Linked DNA regions of Pan troglodytes: region 1 is linked to region 2. A link is a contact called in public Hi-C data. All regions are on one chromosome and are shown on one strand. Each heading gives the region's core, a stretch centred on a gene start, on an enhancer-like site or on the middle of the called end of the contact. The rest is flanking DNA. Distances are from core to core; before and after follow the strand shown. Region 1 has its middle 240 kb from the start of SEMA6A. Region 2 has its middle 78 kb from the start of SEMA6A.

Region 1 (4,788 bases), core at 737-3,236, 160 kb after region 2:
TTTATATCGTTATTTAAAAGAAGTTGTCTACACACACACACACACACACACACATTCACTCATTAAGAATTTGAAAAAAATATTTATCTACCTCCTTCTTTCCTATGTCTGTATATGCATTTTTCTTTTGAAAAAGGCTGTAGATGAAAAAGAAAAACATTAACAGCGTAACAAGATTAAAACTATGTTTTATGGCAAATGGTTTAAAACTTCAGGAAAGCACCTTTAAAGGCCGCAAGCGAATGCCTGCTTTTTACTGAGACCTGTGGTGATCTCCCCATCGCCTGGAAATATGGAGCTGTACTGTAGAGTGTGTATACACTAGTGTGCACTCCTGTACTCATTATAATGTGGCCTGGGGCTTGGAGCTAAACATTTCTCTAGAACATAATGAGCTGTGTACTGTAATGAAGGTGTTTGAAATTGATTTGACTGTTATTTAGTATAAAAACTCCCAGATCAAAGACTCTGGCAAGGCTACAGACACTCAGGCACTCCCAGACAAAGGACACTGTATGATGGCGGGAGGCAAGTGGAGAGGTGTGGTGGCTTATGCAGAGCCAAGGAATTTATCAAGCCGTTATCTGATTGTTTTTATTTCAAGTCACTATACATCACTCACAAACTGCCATCTGGCAGTAGATGATTTTGAGGATTATTTTGAAGAATATTACAAAACCCGATTTAATTTCCCTCTCGATTCCTAGTATTTCTGTATTGCTCCTTCATCACAGTCATGGACACCCTCCCAAGCTAATTTGTAAAATGAATTTTACTGAATGCCATTTAATCTTATTGCCATAGTTACAAACCAAGAAATCGAAAATTGCTAGGCTGAGCTGAAAATAGCTGACTTGGTACAAGGAAGAGGACTAATTCTTATGCAAAGCTCTACGCTCACATGCAATCTCTGATTCAAAGAACAATAGAAAGTTTGATCCTCGAAAACCTGACCTTCTGATGCCTTTTCACTCTCCAACCCAGAACCACCATAGGTTTGAATGAAATGTGTAAAAACTTAAGATAAGGTTTGCTTTGCAACCTGCTGTTTTAGCTTCTGTGTTACTGTTGCAATGAGGTCACAGCCTTGATATTTTCACAGGCAATACTGGGGATTTTATAACTGTGTGGAAATTATAAAAGCAAGAACCCATGTAACGGCTGAAATTTAAGAAAGGTTTAAATAATTCCTGAGCATTATTATTTATAATTGACAAATCTATCTATCTAATCATTCTATAGTTCTATTATCATAAAGCATACCCATCATCTGGGTGAACATATGTATTCCATGAGAGACGAATAGGATAGGTTATTTGAAAAGAAATTAAGGTGCTGAACATCCAAAGGCCTGTCTTTATAGGTATATATGTACCTAGATTTTACATACCTATATATGTATGTATCTCTCTTAGGGAGAGAGATAAAGAGAATGCAGTAGTAAGATGTAATTAGAATAAATATATTTTAAGGAGAGTTGTTTAACCCATATAAGCAATCATTTTAAGATTTTTGCCAAAGTCAATGCCCCTTTAATCTAATATTTAATGTATTGAAAACTCTTTCTATGTGGTAATAATTTGTCATCATCAAGTTTGCATTATTCTTGGTCCTTAAAAACAATCAAATCAATTTCTTTGGACAGTTATTTCATTTCTTTGGTCCTTCATTGTCTTACTTGTACAAAGAGAGGATTAGAACTTTGAGATCTTTAACAGGCAGAAAAGTATGATTTAATTATTCTTTAATTTTCACTTATTCAACTTGCAATTTATCTGATTTCATTTAGATTATTATGGCTTTGGCATATTTGAATATAATTTTAACATATTTGATTGACAATTCAAAAACAAACAGAGCCACTTAAATATTCAGAGTAAGTAAAATATATGCCATGTATGTAACAACTCAGCACAAAGAGCCCCTCTGTACTCACAGGGCAGGAAGTCAATCGGCTGAGGCTGTATGGCTGCTGCTGTATAGTGCCCACCAGCTGCTGCTCAGCTTCTAGACATTTGCTCTTGTATGCAAAAATCTCAGGAGGACTTTGGGAGTTCTAGGAAACTGCTTGTTGAATGTGGGAGGAAAAGAGCATACCGTGGTATTCTCATTCTAAAACCACCCCACAGAGGGGCTGTGTGTACAGACTGGCCTCAAATGAGTAGGATAGGAGATTCTAAGTGTTGTGCAAAGTATGTTTTAAGGATTTTCTTTTATTTTTTAAAATAAATGAGAAATGCTGGGTTAACTAAGGAAAACAAGCTTCCTTATTGCAGGACTTCTCTAGGCCTTTAAAATGCCAGCCTTGCAGGGTGCGGTGGCTCATGCCTGTAATCCCAGCACTTTGGGAGGCCGAGGTGGGCGGATCACCTGAGGTTGGGAGTTCAAGACCAGCCTGACCAACATGGAGAAACCCCGTCTCTACTAAAAATACAAAATTAGCCGGACATGGTGGCTTATGCCTGTAATCCCAGCTACTTGGGAGGCTGAGGCAAGAGAATCGCTTGAACCTGGGAGGCAGAGGTTGCATTGAGCCGAGATCATGCCATTGCACTTCAGCCTGGGCAACAAGAGCAAAACTCCGTTTCAAAATAAATAAATAAAATGCTGGCCTCCAAAAATGTAAGTCCCCAAAAGTGGGATGGAAGACACAACATTGTTCACTTTTCTTTTTTTCTGTGTTTTTTTTTTTTTTTTTCTTTTTTAGACAGGGTCTTGCTCTGGGCTGGAGGGCAGTGGTGCAATAGTAGCTCACTGCAGCCTCGAACTCCTGGGAGCAATCATTCCTGGCATCTCAGCCTCCTGAGTAGCTGGGACTACAGGTGTGCGCCACTACACCTCAACAACTTTTGTATATTTTGTAGACGGGGTTTTGCCATGTTGCCCAGGCTGGTCTCGAATTCCTGAGCTGAAGCCATCTGCCCACCTTGGCCTACTAAATTGTTGGAATTACAGGCATGAGCCACAGCACCTGGCCTGTTTATGTCTCTTGGTAACACGACCTTTCCTCTTCTGATCCTCCAGTCTTTTGTGGAATAAGTATGTCATTAAATGCAATTAGGCAGGGTGGCAAATAGGTTTCATTTTGAGTGCCACATTTGGTCAGTTGGTAGAGACTACCTGCAGGCATTTTATAAAGGACTTTGAGTGGTGGTTCTGATTACAAGGAAAGAGAAGGTCTAATGATGATTGGTATACCATGGCTTTGCCATCCCCGCCCTTGTTTTCCACCCGTCCTGAGTCTTTCAATCATTACTCGATTATCTTCCACATACTACCTTATCAGGAAATCTCAGAGATAAAATTACAATTTGCCTGAATCTCAGTTTACTTTTGATTTCACATAAGTTGGAAGTTCAAACACTTGCAACCAAACATGCAAAAACTGGGAATACACCACAATGCACATTTTCTAGGTCTAACATTTTACTTACAGAAGTTCAGTTCGATAAACCATACACACACACAAGAGCATGTTCATCCTTTTATTATGAGAGAGGAATTATGTTTTGGGTTATCTTTTTCTAAAACACCTGTTAGATAAAACCTTATTAGCTATTTACTTGCAGTAAATAACATGTATTATGTACTATGTAAACTATAAAACATTTATTAAACTTCACTGAAAATGCAGTTACCACTACTTGCATTCTTATGAATATACAATATTACATTGTATTCAGACCAATTGAGCTGCAGGCAAATATAACCACCTGTGATCCAACAAAGTTCTGATTATGGTCTACGGCCATACCACCCTGAATGCGCCCGATCTCGTCTGATTATGTTAAGATCAGACATACTGAGTTATTGTTTAAGCCATTTTCTACAATTCAGCATCAAAAATGTGGTAGTCAGGGCCTGTTAGAGGCAATGTAGACACTTTTTAAATGTAAATGACCTACAGTCAGTGACAAATGATAAAAACGGAAGGTTACATTAATCCCAAAATATCTACGAAAAGAACAGAATAGTCCTGTTGTAGTGGCTCATATCTGTAATCCCAGCACTTTGGGAGGCCAAAGTGGGAAGACTGCTTGAGCCCAGGAGTTTGAGACCAGCCTGGGCAACATGATGAGACCCTCATCTCTACAAAAAATACAAAAATTAGCCAGGCATGGTGGCGCGTGCCTGTGGTCCCAATTACTTGGGAGACTGCACAGGAAGGATGGCTTGACCCCAAGAGATTGAGGCTGCAGTGAGTCATCTTCGTGCCACTGAACTCTAACCTGGGCAACAGAGTAAAATGCTTTCCAATAAACAAACAAACAAATAAATAAATAAATGGCATTTACATGTACACTAAAAAAAAAAAACAAACAAACCAGAATATGGTAAGAGCAGACAATTTGAACCAGACTTGGAAGAGCAGACTTGCATGGGACCCAGAGTCTTATAGTATTCAGAGTAAATCCATACAGGATTTTTGCCTGTTAGTAAATCCATACTGGGCAAAGGCAGAGACATTGTCACTGTTCTAGGATGTTTAGCACAACTAAAAATATAAAGGAGTTGCTTGCTTCTCCCTATGAGGTTTTTTTTGTTGTTGTTGTTTTTGTTTGTTTTTTTTAAAACCCAGAACTGTTTTTATGGTTTATGGAAATCAGTTATCAAAATATTGCTAATTCAATTTCTTTGATTAACATATTATTATTGGAAGAGTTAAGTAATATGGAAACTTTAATGCTTTCAGAAGACCAATTTGTTTAGAACTAATGGGAGTCTATGTTACTTATGTTGGAATTCATGTGTTTCGATTTCATACATTAGACTGGAGCTTCTCATAAA
Region 2 (5,028 bases), core at 617-3,116:
CCAGCCCCTCTAATGCCTCAAACCCTGTGTGCTGTAATAGACTCAAAACAAGAAAGAAAGGAGAACAGTTCTCATCCCTGTCCCATGCCACTCCTGCCAGACAGAGCTGTTGGCATATGCCCAACTGGGCAGGCGGCCCTTTTTGTGACTCTTTCCTTTGGCTACCCGCGAAACCTGGTCATGGCGTCAGCCTTGGAGGACCTTTCCGGGAGAGCCATGAAGCCACTAGGCTGCCTTCCCTGCTGTGGGCCTTGGGGCTTCAGTCATGGCTCTGTTGACAGGAGAGTAGCTGAATTATAATAATAACCTTTCCTTCCACCTCACGGGGGTGTCGTTAGCATGAGATGACATAATAGATGTAAAAGTTTTTTTGAACAGTATAAAAATATAAGTCAAAATAATAAAAGAACGAAGAGCATTATGATTACAATGATGTCAGAGCACTCCACCCCAGGATCGTTTGAGCTGTCAATGACAGAACAAATTCTCTCTGCAGGCCCCAGGGTTTTCACTCAGGGTTTTCACTCAAGGTTTTAGCAGATTTGTCTAAAACTAGCCACTCTCTTAGTCAGAGAAACAGAAGAATGGAAAAAGTTCAGTGAGCTGCTATTTGGGGCCAGTTACTACCCCAAAGTTTCTCTCACACATATACATACACATTTGCATATCCACAGGTATGTAAGACATACACATAGGAAACATGTAAATGTTGACAGAGGGGAAAAGTATAATCCAGATGTAGTGGCAACTTCTCTGCGCCTATAGATCTGGGTCAGATTATCTTAAGCCCCAACTCTGCAGCAGGCATAGCACCCCTAAGTCTTTCCAAAATTTCTGCAGTTTCCCCAGGTGTCTAGTGGTTATGCCAGCTTTTATGGTTTCTGTCCTTGGATTTCCATTTCTTGTAGGCAGCAGCCTCTGCTGCATAACATGGACAACACAGAGAAGCTCAGGTTTTGATTTCAACAATCAACATAATCCGTCCCAAATATACCAGTAGATTTTTCTGGAATGAATAGGAGTTAAGTGGATGTGCAGGTGGGATTGAATTTACACAGCAACAGTGAGGTTTATGTGGCAACACTGATCAGTTCAGGAGGTACAATCCATGCTGAAATGTCTGTTGATCACCCTTTCCAGGGGGTATTGAGAGCCTTTCTCCAAGCACCTGCTCTTCTCCCTGTTACTCCTCACTTCTCCCCACGCCCCACATTCCTAATCCCACATCCCATATCCCCATTTTAGAAGCCAATAACTGGTTTCCTTTCCCTGTCTCAAGCAGAACAACCCTCCCAATCCCTGAGTGGTGGGTGGGGCTACTTCTGTTCCAGGGATGCTCTTTCAAAAACTGAAGGAGGCTTCCCAAGTGAATCTAGACAATAAATTGTCTTTGCCTCCTTCCACAAGTGTGAAATAATTACATATTACCCAAATCCTGCAGCCCATCAGGACTGAACACAGATTACAAAATCATATTCAATACTGTTTAACAGTAACTTTAAATGGGTCACTCACTGAAATCTTGAGGTTTAAACACAATCGTTTTGAAAATCTGGCTGAGCTCTATGTTGCTCTGTTATTCTACTGAGAGAAGGAGGGGAGGGGGGTTTATTCCTGTCAGTAAAAAAAAAAAAAAAAAAAGATGAACTGTGTAAAAATAATGTAAGGGGAACACCCACTATTGCTGTCCCTTCTCAAATGTCACATCACATTGATCCTGGTGAGCCAGGAAGTCACTTAATGCATTCTTTAAAAAGTCAGACTGTCCAGGGAAAGGACACCTTCTTTCACTTCCAATCAGCCAACCCATCACTCCTTTCCTCCATTTGTAAGTCTGGGGAGTAACTTAAAAGGCATGAGTCATGTTCTGAAAATCAAACATGCGCATGCAGAGCATGCAAAATGAACCGCGGAGAGAGTCGGCATTAGAGACACAATGCGGCCTTTGTGAAACATGACAACGTCCCTGGGGACCGAGGTTTCTGAGTGTTGCTGAACTGAGGAGAGTAATAACAGGGTCCAGGGTTTGCCAGAGAGTGTGTCATAACATGGAGATTTTAGGAAAAGCGTGGAGTCCCTTTAATCAGCTCTGAGAGGAGCTTGCTAATAGTGCCTTTTTGTCAGTTGTTTATGTGGTGGGTGGGTCAACATCAGAACTTTACCCTTCTATTGTTATGAAAATTTGTAGACTGTTTATCTATTTTCTTTCCCTTTTCCAAGGAAACATTTGCAAAATGTTAATTACAGAGATTCTAGCTTTACCTTTCCTGAAAGATTAATTCTGAAACATTAGTTTCACTTGGGATCACCTCTCTTAAATGGGGGACTTTAGTTTCAGTGACTTTGCCTGTCACTCTGAGCAGGGTTTGTGCTCCAAAGAAATCTCTTGGGATCTACCATTTGTCTGGGGGAAAGGGATATTATTTTGGGCTGTGAAGTCTGTTCGCTAAAAAAAGTGCTTGCAGGATACCAACCACACACAAACGTAGGAATTTCTACTTGTTAAGCCTTTCCGTCTGCAGGGGAGTTGTTGCATTATTTCTTATAGCTGTTGTTCAATGAGACAGTAGTACGTTTGAGTCTCTGATCTCATCTCCCAAAGTTTATTGTGAAACTTTCATATGAGCACCTGTGTTCCTGGATTACAAAATGACACCATTAGGCAATTCTTATTGTCATGGATAATTGCCATAGAAAGGGGAATAGGATAGAGGACTAGAAAAAGGAATGAAAGTAAACACTTATGGGGAATATTGTGCTTTAGAAAAGGCATTGCAATGTAATAGCATGATGATTTTAATCCCAGATTCATAGTGATTTAATGAAATAAGCAGCATCCATAGGCTCAAAACATATGTTTACAGAGGTAGATGGAATAGCAGATATTTCTGTTGTAGTGATTTTTTTGTGTCCAAAGTGTATCTTCAAAAGGCATATAGTCCTTTGAGTTCTGAAAATACCAATAGTTTTCTTTTTATGCTCGTTGTGTTTAGCACTCATTGTTTTATCTTGGAAGACACTTTCTATTTCTATGTACAGCCATCATAGTAGGATTTACATTTCAGCCGGCAGCAATTCCTAAGACTATAGAAAAGCTGGAAGGAATAAGAAGACTTCTTATTTTAGCTGTCATAGATGATGATTGGGTTTATAAAGGACTTAAGATATAATGATAGGGAAAATTCATAACCTAATGCTTTCAAGTCAATTTCATGTTCTGCTTTTAATTAGAATCAGCCTTCTCTCTTTTTCATTTGCTATGTAACATACCTTTCCTTAATTTCTGGGGAGAAAACCCTCTCGAAACAGGGGTGAAAAACTGTTGATTTAGAATCATGTCATAAAATAGAACTAAAGGAAAGGGGTGAACTGAATGCCTCAGACTGAAACAGAGCTCTTCAGGGTTGATCCCACTGATTGTACTGTTGATGGCAGAGAGAGAGCAAGGCAAACACAAAATTGTTAATGTGGCAACTAACACAATCCTAACCATAAATACTTGCCAAAGCTGGAATGCAGGATTTCAATGAACCCACCTAGTCTTTTATCCCACTGACATAATTTAAATCATGGGGCTGGTTTCCACACATGACTAGAAACCCCACCTCAGTGTGGTTTTCAATATAATGTTCACCTCATCATATATTGATTTCCAAATCTTTGGTCCCTAACTTTCCTTTACAAGGCTTTGGTTTTCTCCAATTACAGAACCTTGTTTAATTTATGCATGTAATTCTCAATGTTTCTTTGAGTACAGACCTCAGAAAGTGTTACTGAATAAAAAGATTCAGCAATTGCAGTTTAACATTGTCCTGTCCCGAGCTCTTGAATTCTACTTCCTTCAGTCTTCATTTACCCCTACACTAGAATACAGTGGCCACTTTTTCCCCATGAACTTCTTCATGTTTTTTGACTTAAAGAAAAACTCTTATTTTTTGGTATTTTTTCAAATTTGAAGAAGGAGATTAGAAGATTCTGATGTTATTCTAAATGAATGTTAAAAAAAAAAAAAAAGCCCAGCTCTGAGAAATGAAGGTAATATAGAACTGAATAAAAACCAAAACACAGTTTGAATAAAGAAAATTCACCAGATTTTTTTTCTTGGATATCAGCCTTTTATGATTTTGGGCACCTAGTCACTGAAAAGCTTTGTTCATTTTTTTTTTTAAACATAGTAACATATATAGATATTGTAGTAGCTAATTGCAATTATTCACCCTAGACAAAGACAAAAAAATGAGGTTTTGTTTTTCTAATTTCTTAGCTTGTGTGCAAAGTTGCCATTCCAGATGGGGCCCATTATGTGATGTTGTATTTCAAAGGGAAACATTTCTTAAAGTTGCTGAAAAAAATGTCTATTAAGGAAATAAGAGCTGCTGAAGCAAAGACACGTGTTATCTATTTCTTCAATTAGTGGCAAAATTCTGGTAGTATTCCTAAAGAGCTGCAGGGGTTCTAATTGAAATATTCTAATCCTTCCTCTTCCCAACCCACCGAATGCCATTGTCAATAGGGGGAAAGAATCATAGAATTAAATTCTAGGTAAAACCATTTCTGATTCTGTAGCAATGAGAAAGGGTTGCACTATTTTTGGTTCTTGCATCATTTATTAGAAGTTTTTCTCAGTAGGACAGCAAGCAATTATCTGAAGCAGCTGGGTTATGTGAAGGACTGATCGCATGTTATAACACACAGAGGAATTATGGATTATGGAAAGATGAACAATGTAATTATGCTCATGGAGTGTCACTTATTAATTTTAAGGTGAGATTTGTAATAATTTCATAATAGCTATAACAATCGGAGCAAATGTCTGGATTTGTAAGGGTCTCCAAGGTTTAAAATTGGTTCATAAATTTAATTTTGTTAAAATGTGATTCCAGTTGCTAGAAAGTTTTTGTTTCAAGGAGAATGAAATCCTGCAAGCGATGAAGACAAAATCTAAAACTTAAAGTTCTTGTTTTAACAACTTTTCTTCATCGCAACTCCATTTCCTTCCTGGGTTAGTGTAGAGATGGATTCATAAAG

The links. Hi-C and Micro-C count contacts between places; a contact is called where the count stands out from the background.
Region 1: a Hi-C map of stem cell-derived neural progenitor cells shows a contact between it and region 2, with 2.7 times the contacts expected there. The contact joins two enhancer-like sites. A contact is called at or near these places in 1 of 7 Hi-C or Micro-C datasets (stem cell-derived neural progenitor cells) and 1 of 1 other capture datasets (stem cell-derived neural stem cells).

The regions. Positions count from the first base shown.
Region 1 is chr4:114,522,520-114,527,307 of NHGRI_mPanTro3-v2.0_pri, forward strand. No RefSeq gene overlaps it. Among named protein-coding and RNA genes, the nearest start is that of SEMA6A, 240 kb to the left of the region's middle. Within about 2 kb of position 1,987, at least 4 of the 24 cell types and tissues checked have an H3K27ac peak or open chromatin away from gene starts, as enhancers often do. A contact at or near this core is called in stem cell-derived neural progenitor cells, where this site is marked.
Region 2 is chr4:114,358,310-114,363,337 of NHGRI_mPanTro3-v2.0_pri, forward strand. No RefSeq gene overlaps it. Among named protein-coding and RNA genes, the nearest start is that of SEMA6A, 78 kb to the left of the region's middle. Within about 2 kb of position 1,867, at least 17 of the 24 cell types and tissues checked have an H3K27ac peak or open chromatin away from gene starts, as enhancers often do. A contact at or near this core is called in stem cell-derived neural progenitor cells, where this site is marked.